Regions from separate parts of the Zea mays genome. Here region 2 is linked to region 1. The links are chromatin contacts, called in public Hi-C maps. All regions are on one chromosome and are shown on one strand. Each heading gives the region's core, a stretch centred on a gene start, on an enhancer-like site or on the middle of the called end of the contact. The rest is flanking DNA. Distances are from core to core; before and after follow the strand shown. Region 1 holds the start of LOC100193646 (basic helix-loop-helix (bHLH) DNA-binding superfamily protein). Region 2 holds the start of LOC100279189 (U11/U12 small nuclear ribonucleoprotein 48 kDa protein).

Region 1 (5,118 bases), core at 745-3,244:
ACTGATGACTGACCCCAAAGATTTATTCTTTCGCTATCTTTTGGTCTTTGTATAAAGTTAGTGTGTGTCTATGGATCGTATTTTTTGCTTAATTTTGTTCTTCTGCTCTATAGCACTAAAATAATAATCTGAGAAAAAACATGACTAAAAATAAAAATGAGTACACCAACAACTAAAGCCACCACCTTAAAAACCGATTTATTAATTCTTCAGTGCTATCACTGACACGAAGGCTTCTTCAATCCTTCACCGTCAGTAGAACAAAATATAAAATGTCGCGCGCCCGTTTCCCACGCAGAAACTTGACGTACTTTACTAGTCGTCGATCGGCCAGCACTGATGAAACCTCGAGACCAACATCTACTCCGGCTCCTAATTTTTGCCGAAAGGACGACGACGACAACCACAACGGAGCACCATTCCGTACGTCATCCCGCGCGACGTCACCCCGGTGACGCCATCGGTTCGCGAGTGCCGAAGCTGACTTCTCAGGTAGGCACGCACACGTACAAGGGCAACCACAGTAATTTCCGTCGTGCGGCAAGCTGTAGTTAGCAGGCTGCTTAATTACCTCCACGAACAGTGTGTGGAAGACAGTGTCGCCGCGCGCGGTGATGGTGGCCGTGACGACCCGGAGGCGCAGCGGCTCCAGTGCGAGGCAAATCTTGCCCACGGCGTCCCTGCCCCTGCTGCACCAGAGGCTCACCACCGCCACCCTCTCCCCTGCCTGCGAGACCTGCACCTGCTGCGACCCAATCTCAATCATCATTTACTAATCGGGCTCTCGAACAATTCGATCGCTTGAGCCAGTCAAGTATCTACTATATTATCACCTCCAGGATTCGGACTGGCGGAGATGACGAGATGGAGCTCGTCGGGTTGTCGGTGAAATACACGGACGGCAGTGGCACCGCCCTCGGCTTCTTCCTCCAGGGGACGCTGTCGACGTCGTACGCAGCACCCCCAGTGGCGGCAGCGTCCTCCGTCTTGACGGCGGCGGCGGCGGCGGTGCCGTCGTCAGAAGACTGGAGAACGGATATCTCGGCGAGCAGTCGGCGCTCCTGCTCCTGCAGATGCTCGATGTGGGCGATGGCGTCCCTGACTATGGACGCCTTGTCCATCTGCGTAGTGCGTACACCAAAGAAGTCGATTAATTACCAAGCTGTCTCCATGACCATGCACGCACAGATAGATGCAGTGCTCTGACGACCTTGGTGATGTTGGGCACGACGCTCCGGAGCGCGTAGAGCCTCTCGTTGAGCTTCCTGCGGCGGGTCCTCTCCATGTCCATGTTCCTCGTCGTCGTCGTCGTCACGCCCGGAGGCGGCGGCGGCGACGGAACCACCGCCGCGGAACAGGAGTTGGCGCCCTCGGCCGAACTGGAGTAATCCTCCGCCGGCCGGTTCGATGAGCAGAGCCCGGATACGGGCTCATCAGCCTCGTTCGTCGGCACGTACATGCTGCTGCCCGCGCGCACGCACCAAGAAACCATTATTCATTCGTCAGACCACTGGAAGAAGGAACAAGGGAAAGAAGAGAAGAACCGAGTGATCCACTCTTCTCCGGTAGATTAGCAGCAGCTGACTGAATCACCTGTCGACGATGTCGGCTAGGTCGAGGGGTTCAAGGAGGAAGCGCGGAGGCGACTGCCAGTAGAAACCTCCGCAGCCCATGGCCACCATGCTATCTGCCTCCATCGGCCTCAACAGATCGGCCACTTCCTCACTATTGCCTTGAGTCTACCCTGTCAACTGTTTGTTTGCGCCTGCGGCCTGCCCACTGATCGAAACTCTTGCCCTTTCACCTGATCTAATACATTCATGTGGCTTGAGCTATCACCACAGGCTTTTGAGCATATATAATCGCATAAGGGCATCTAGTCTTTAGTGCTAAGCAACGCAATCCAAAGCATTTGGTGCGCTGGAAGGATGTAGATGTGCCGCTTGGAGAGGGGATCGGAGTAGAACGAAGGGAACGCCGATAAGAGGCTCTGGGTGGCTGCGGGCTACGGCACTTGGCAGGATCGATACCAATATACCATGCCGCATGCGCCTGCCACTTTATCTTCTGATTTTATTAGCGCCTGCCACATGTTAAAAAACCCTAAACCCTAAAACCCCTAAAGCAAACCGTAAAAAAATTGTTGGAAAAAATGCAAAATGAGCCCTTCAACAGCTCTCCTTTTTATCCTCCATTATCTTGGCGCCCCGAATACATAGCATTTTCTCCCTCAAATTTCCATGTCTCAGCACACGTCCATCCAATTGTTTCCAACTATTTTTTTTTTGTCTCACACGCTGCTTACGCATGGCTGAAGGAATTTAGGATTAATTTATTAGCAGCCTACCGCAGGTTTAGAATTATTTAAGAATTTTTTACAGGAGACCCTAATATTAAATTTTAAGGAATAATTTTTAACAGTCTTTTGGAGTTGCTTTCATAAAGTTTACCTATTATTGTTTGGCACAACTTAATACTTGTCCGGAAACCATGTTTTCTCAAAATTACGGTTTTATAATACTATACTTTGCAATTGTCGTAGAAATACGACAGGTTTGACAACTGTAAAAATACTATGGTTTTAAGATACATTGTTTGATTACAACATTATAAACCATATGTAACAAATTGTTGGCGCCGATCTAAGCTCCAATCACTACGAGATGTACCAGTGGCGGTGCTCTCTGCGACAGCGTGGACGGTCCGTAACCTGCGGCAGGAGCTGGTCTTCCCTGCACCGAATCCGGACGGTCCACGCCTGGTGGCCGGACAGTATGCGTGTGCGTAGGGGCGGCGGCGTTCGCCAACAGCACCTGGATCTCACTTTCGGAAGGGACCCCATCAAGGAGGAGAGACCCTAGGGTTTGTCTTGGAATCGGTAGACCATCCAAGACACCTCTAGACGATGTAGAGTCGAAGAGAGATGAAGATTGAGATGAACAAAGTTGTGTTATTGTCTACTCCTAGGGTAAAAAGTAAAGAACGGAAAATATATCGATCGTAGTTCGATTGTTTGTCTCCGTAATCGGTCGTTGCCCTTCATATATATATATATATATATATATATATATATATATATATATATATATATATATATATATATATATATATATATATATATATATATATATATATATATATATATATATATATATATATATATATATATATATATATGGGAGGTCTGGACCCGTTCCTAGGCGTTTGCCAACATCATCCGCGGGTTTAGAGGGATAAACACACGCGAAAAAGGGATTAGTTACTCCTGATCCGATCTAATCATGGACCATACACACCTAAAGGCAGACCGTCCGGTCTTCAGGGTCGGATCGTCCGGTCGTGCCCAGTGCCACAAATAGCGCTCAACACATGCCCCTACCTTTTGGGGAAGCTGAGCAAACCAAAAGCATTGGTGATATTACTTCAGGAAGCGATCTGTCACACCCGGTTTTAGAAGGCAAACCGAATGCGAACCATGTACGTGCCAGGATCAGTTATTCACGTACACAGCAGTTACATAATATGGACATCATCACTCAGTGCTCGAAATAGTATTAAAAAGGGATAATAGTCGATTACATCATACGTCTGAGACGTCCATATAGTTCTTACAATAAATCAAAGTGCGAAAACGAAACGTAGATAGCACGGCCTTCACAGGCAGCCGACTGGGGGTTGCCGCTAACCCACACCTAGAACTCGTCGTAGTCTTGGAACTCCTGGAAGTCTCCTTCCACAGCTTCATCTTCGCCTGAGCAGTGGTTGCAATGCTGACAACCTGGGGGGGGGTTTGGTGTGTAGAGCAAGGGTGAGTACACATCAACATACTCAGCAAGTATCCTGTTTGGCTGTAGTGGACTAGCTTTATGTGGGGATAAGTCAAGCAGTTGCTTTTAGTTGGTCAGGTTATTACTTACTAGTAGAAAGCCAGGTTTTAACATTAACCCAAGTTATTAACCCAATGTATCCTTTCCAAACGGAAAGAATACCACTTACCAATACCATAGTCATAACCAAAACCATCAATCTCATAACCACCTGTAAACCAAAAGGTCTCTTATCAAGTACCACTAATCACTGGAGCTCCCTTGGCCGCTCATAACCGTGAGCACGGCTGATATATCAGTTTCATAACACTCTGCAGAGGTTGTGCACTTTACCCACAAGCCGTGATTCCCTCTTGCCTCGGGCCGATCAAACCCTTAAACACTACCAAGGTGAATAGGCAGGGTTTCACTACGTAGCCTTTACAAAGATTCCCCGGGGCTGTAGCCACCCGTTAGGTTTCCTAAATGCACCGCACTCCTCCCCAAGGGGCGAACCCAAACTTGGCAGAGCGAGCCGCATACACCGAGCCCCATTGACGGCACGACGGCTAAGTGAACTACATCCCGGATCCTCTAATTATTCAGCTAAGGGCACCCCATTCCACCCTCATGGTTGCACTGTTTTCCCGGGCGGTCATCCATAGAACAGGTCCTTACGGAGAGGCACTCGAGAAACCGCTCGAGTCCCCTTGAAAACCACAAGTATAATCATAAAGAAGAATGGGAAAACAGCGTATCATAGATAATCACATCATGTTCATTGATTAGAGTTGAGCAATAGCATCAGACTAAGTAGTAATAATCCGACCCAAATAGGTAAACAAGGACATGGATAACAAAAGCTAGTCAATCCTTAGGTATAAATGTGTAATGCGGGAGGTGAATTAAAGAATGAATAGGACAGAGATAGGTCAAAGGACACTTGCCTCCACCAACCGACTGCTGCTCAGGGGCTTCTCCTGCGAATTCCTCGGGCTCTTCGACCGAATCGTTCTCTATGCGAGCGCAAACATACATACATCCATCCACATATTTAATACAAAAGAACAGTACACCATACAAGATAACAAATAAAGCGAATATGCATCAAGTATGACATTCGATATCGCATTTGTTATGGTTAGAAAGAAACAGGAAAGGGTCTCGCAGGGGGTTAAATCTTATGCACTAATGACACAATTGGTTTTTAACAAAATAATTCTGTTATATATATTTATATATACTAATGGAAACCTAATCACTTTTAGTTGATCAACATTGCACAGGGTAAACAATTAACTACGTGAATCAA
Region 2 (5,353 bases), core at 2,297-4,796, 160 kb after region 1:
ATTTAACAAACATGCCTGGATATGAAGCAACAATAATCTGTATTGCCCTGCAGTGATTATAATCACGCTTCCTTTCATAATGTGCATGTCAATGTACTTCATCATGGTATATCTCATGCTTTCCTTTAGTAGCATCACCAAGCATGGTTGTCGGATGATCTCCATCAGAATATGCGCTTTGGGGATCATATCTATCACTGAATTAATCTTGAGTTATAGATAATGATTTATGTCACTTCTGAGTTCTGACTAGCTCTACTTCTATCAAAGCACCCTTCTCCTGGCAAGTGAGAATATTCTGTCACAGGGGATCTTTGTGACTGTATTGGCCATGTACAATCATTTGATTCATCACGGTGGTTTGAGACATCCTTCTTAAACTTATAGCCATTGGGTGTGTAATTCTCTTGCGGGTAAGAGTAAATTTGATCTACTTCACCTTCTGACCCTATATTCCACCCATTTCCTTCTCAGATATATACTGGTAATGGTTTCTATGAGTTTCGCACCCTGAGTTATTGTATGAATCTCTTGTGTCACTGCTCCTTGATGAAAATCTTCCCAAAGATTCAGCACATGAGTTGTCACAGTTAGATGACCGAGAAGCCAAAGCTGTCTTATCATGAGAAGAGCTGCTTGCAAAATCATAACTTCCATGATATGCACCGCTGTGAGAGTTGCCCTTCAGCTCATTCCAAGCAATATCAGCAGGAGCTTCCACAAGACAACCAATGCCACCTGCCTGTCTGATTTCCTCCATATGTTCATCAATTATGTCTCTTAGTATCTTCATAAAGAAAGAAGACATCAGATTCATATCTTGATCAAGGCAAGAAACTTCCAAAAAAACAAAAGACCAAGAGGCAGTGCAAATGTACAATATACCTACTTTTTTTACTTGTTCCATCAACAGTAAAAATGAGATCAAAATGAACAGTATAGGAAATTCAGTGAAACAACTTTAAACTGGATAATTAGTTACAATATAGAAATGAGATCAGATACAGATAAGAAATTACTCTAGCCTTCTGATATGACATGAAAGGTTGTCCACTTGTCCTATTTCCAACATTAGATCTAAATACCAAACAAGAAGCTAGAAACTAGGCAAAAAAATTCCAAGATAGTAATTGTATGAACTATGTGCACAGAACAGCTGAAACTATATAGAACTTTGGCATGCACCTCTGTAGGGTTTCTATTCACTTTCTTGCCACGGTAAGATGTTCTTCTCCGTTTGTAATCACGTTCTTCAGCTAAAAGTTCCTCCTTTGTCTTGGCTCTAGCAGATTCCTTTTTCAATATAAAGAGAAAAAATGCACCATATATTAAAACGAATAGCATATTGTATGGGGATCAGTAAATTATGTGGTAGCAAAAACATACGAAATTCAAGTCTTATTTTATTTGCAAATATATCTCCACTGAGAAAGTGTGTACATTTTGGCAGTCAACTTGAGACAATTTATTATATTTTGTGTGTGAGAAAGTGCTTCTCTATTAATTAAACAGTACAAAGCAAAGAGAATAGGTATGTCAAATAAAAATAATGGCTACAGAACAATTAAGATTCACAGAAACTACAGTTCCACTGCTCCATGAAGCATGTTGACATGTTCTTTTGCAAATGAACTGTATACCTAAGAAGCACCACATTCTTGCTTTTATTAGCATGATAGACTAGATATGCTATTGATGACAGATCTTACTAATAGGTGCAAGTTTGATACAATTCACATATTATGGACCCTAATTATGCAGGTTAGATGCATATTTTGAAAAAGGGAGTAATAGTATCCATACTATTCTAAACATAGAGGCATCTGTGCAGTATCAAGATTCAGAAGAGACTATTTTCAAAAGATTAGTTGCATGTCGGTACCTTGTTCTCTACTCGCCGTGACAGAATCCCATCATACTCCAGAACAGCCCTGTAGTTTGGTCTGTTTGATCGCTCCAAAATCCCTCGTTCCAGTGCTTGTGAATACTCAAGTAATCTATAAGAGAATTACAAGCACTTATTAAGCATTTATTTTTTTTGCATTGTATTTATATATGTATCTAATCAAACTGAAGCAAAAAAACATATCCGTGCAGAACACAACAAACTGAACATATATTGTCCTCTATTATGGACTGATTGCCATCATTACACAATAAGATGGTGGTAGATTTATGTCCTCCGCATGGACTGCTTTACATCATTACACAATAAGATATTATATGTCTCAACTGTGTAGGCCATACAAATTGAATAAAACATCGATCAACTACAGGAGGGTATGCAAATACAAGCAGAGTTAGTGACATTGCATCTCTGCTCCAAAAATTGCTTAGGTGTCGAAGTTGATATTTAATGATAACTCCCCCCCTTTTGCAAAATAATTGCTCTCTTAGTGTTAAGAACTATGTAGCATACGAAATTATGATGATAATATGCAAAGCAGGAATAAGTACATCACAAAATTTTAAGAAAGCATACAGCTGATATTTTGACGGGCGTTGAGCTTGCAACGCCTTGGTCTTCTCCAAGTAGAACCTCTCATGCAATGCCACAATGGAAGCAGCAACCTGAGAAAGAAAAACAGGGCCTGCCACAACATCTCCAGCATCACTCCCTCCTACACTTGCAGCACCATCTCCTGCACAGAGAGCCAAGCAATATGCCATCTGTAGCACAGCCTCCTTCACAGATGCAAGCATAAATAGTTTCCCATTGCTTTCACCATACAGAACCCCAAGCTGTGCGCCTAACCACGAGACGCCCTCGACCAGCCTAGGGCACTCAAACCTCATGGCCCTGGGATCAAAGCCTAGCCCCTCGTTGTCGACATTCTGCATCCCCTCCAGCAAGTACCTGGCCTCCAGTGCCATCGCCTTCAACAAGAGACATAATAGCACCAAGATATGGTCCGCATCCGTGACATTGACCTTGACCCCGTACCTCGGTGAGTTCTCAAGCACCCACTGCCGCAGCTCGGCCTCCCACCGTGGCATCACATCCGAGCAGAACGAGGCCCCTACCCGGGCTACAGCGTAGGAGTACGACCCCGGGAGGTGGTGGCCTCCCGTAGCCCAGGAGTCCAACTCCCGGCGCAGGAGGCTTAGCTCCGATGGCAGGATGCGGGGCGGATGGGAGGGGCTCGGGCCGGTAGTGGAAGAGGAGAAATCTGCGCATACGGCAGCGAGGAAGGCGGGGAGGGAGATGGCCGTGGAGGTTGGGGAAGGCCTTAAACGGACGACGGCAGGGCAGTCGGAGTAGGGAGCTGGGGCAGCTGGGAGCGGGAGGTTGATAGCGGTGACCGGCGGCGGGAGTGGAGGTTTTGTGGTGGTAGACTGAGGTGAAGGGATACAAGCGATGGGAGTGATCGGGTGCGGTTGGAGAGGAGAGGGTAGAGCGGCGAGGGCAGAGGATGCGGCGGAGAGAAGGGAGCGTAGGTGGGCGAGGGCGGACGTGAGAGCAGGAGGCGGTGCTGGAGGATGAGGGATAGGCAGCGGCTCCATTTGAGCGGAGCGGAGTCGATCCGGTCGTCGGAGGGTTTCAAGGGGAGGTTCGGCCGCCGCCGCTGGTACGGGGTCGGAGAAGAGCCTGCGGCCCTTTTTTTATTGCCTCACCCTCCAAGTCAGGCAAAGCGAGCTGTCCTATACTTAGGCCGGCTCCAACAAGACCCTCTAAAAGGTCATATACCCTAAATTTAGAGGACGAGGACGTCTCTACTCCCTCCAGCAACGTCCTCTAAACGGTCCTCTAAATTTAGAGAACGCTGCTGGATCCTCTATATATAGAGTTTCTCTAAACGGTTCTCTATCTATTTGAATACTTTAAACAACCGGTTTAATAAAACTAAAATATGTACAATATATTTAAGAGTATGACAAATACGTATGTACAAAAATTAAAAATGTCTTTAATATAGGTATTTACGTATAGAGGACGTGATTTAGAGGACGTTGTTGGAGAGAAAGTAGATATAGGAGATGGAATCTTTTAGAGAAGACTGTAAATGACGGATACAGATAATGTATATAGAGGACGTTGCTGGAGACAATCTTAGGGATGTTTGGGATGGCTCTGGTTACCGCTGTAGTTTATAATATCAACTAGTTAAATACCCGTGCTTCGCTACGGTTTTCTGAACAAAATAATTTGTCACGGTCTTGACGGATACGATTAGGATAAAGCACTGTATAATTAGTACAAACCAGAACATATTAAAGCTAAACAAATAGGTTATAATGTCTCCAAAAAGACCGGAGTCTTGACGTCCCGTCTTGTATGAGAAGTCATAAGTACGCGCGTGTACCTTGCATCATGGCTTTGAACCAGGAAGCAATAACAAAGTATTCACAAGTCTCAAGCAATATATAACCTAAGAGTTTATTGTGAAATATCTGTGCAGGTTCTGATAGCTCTAATCCATACAGTCTCATTAGATTGTACAGTATAAATACATCAGTTGTACCACACTGATACACTGCAGCTAAGCCTTGCTCAACCTGGCCAGAAGACAGATTGCTTACATCTTACTAAAGAGCATCGACCTAGGTGCCTATGATCAAACTGGAACTTCAACTAATCCTAACGGCCTGTTTGGAAGGCAGGAAAAATGTTTGTTCCTGTGTATTTCGTGTGAAATACAGCCTATACGAAATTCATGCGTTCAAAAATGGGTCTAAGCATTTTCTACAAAACTTAGCAATTACTCGGGCCAGTCTAGCAACTGCGGACTTCAACATCATGAGCATCGTGGGAAAGCCGCAGTACACTGAGCATCAGTAGGTTCCTTCCGCAGTGTTCTCTTTTCTTTTAATCATAGGTCCATCTTCACGGCCGAGACCAGAACAGCAACGATGCCGGAGCTACACATTTGTAACCAAAGTATTTCATCCTTCTTGCAGTAGTAATCATGCCATGAAAATCCTATCCTTGTTTCAACAACCCTACCTTGCTCTTCGTGAATGTCCACCATACAAGGGTATAGCCCGTTGATAAGCAGTGTAATTATAACTTAAAGGTTACATGTAGTACAAATTATCCAAAAATTATTGCTGCAAATTAAAATTTTCCAAGGCAAGCAGTGTAAATATAACATGGCTTAAAACATGAGAGCAGCAAGCGAGCATGTGCTGAAATAAAAACAAAATACTCACCAGGTACCAATAGGCTTTAACCCAACCTTCCCATTATGTGGAGGTAGTGTTAACTCCGTCAAATTCCTCTTCCCAAGTGGGGTAATTGTTTGGATCCTTAAAGAGAATATGGTGCCTTTAGCAAAGAAGATGATGTCATCCGGGTGTTTGCTCAACGGTTAGGGCGACATCTTTTTCTGCTTGATTGAGTTTACCATTACCA

Evidence for each region. Hi-C and Micro-C count contacts between places; a contact is called where the count stands out from the background.
Region 2: a Hi-C map of leaf shows a contact between it and region 1, with 6 times the contacts expected there. The contact joins the promoter of LOC100279189 here to the promoter of LOC100193646 in region 1. A contact is called at or near these places in 2 of 25 Hi-C or Micro-C datasets (ear and leaf).

What each region holds. Positions count from the first base shown.
Region 1 is chr2:82,878,225-82,883,342 of Zm-B73-REFERENCE-NAM-5.0, forward strand. It overlaps LOC100193646 (basic helix-loop-helix (bHLH) DNA-binding superfamily protein), which reads right to left and starts at 1,995. Exons shown (of 4, transcript NM_001138742.1): 1 at 1,594-1,995; 2 at 1,211-1,463; 3 at 834-1,121; 4 at 189-742. The coding sequence starts at 1,697. The coding sequence ends at 239.
Region 2 is chr2:83,034,519-83,039,871 of Zm-B73-REFERENCE-NAM-5.0, forward strand. It overlaps LOC100279189 (U11/U12 small nuclear ribonucleoprotein 48 kDa protein), which reads right to left and starts at 3,547. Exons shown (of 5, transcript NR_158720.1): 1 at 2,483-3,547; 2 at 1,883-1,997; 3 at 1,186-1,293; 4 at 16-787.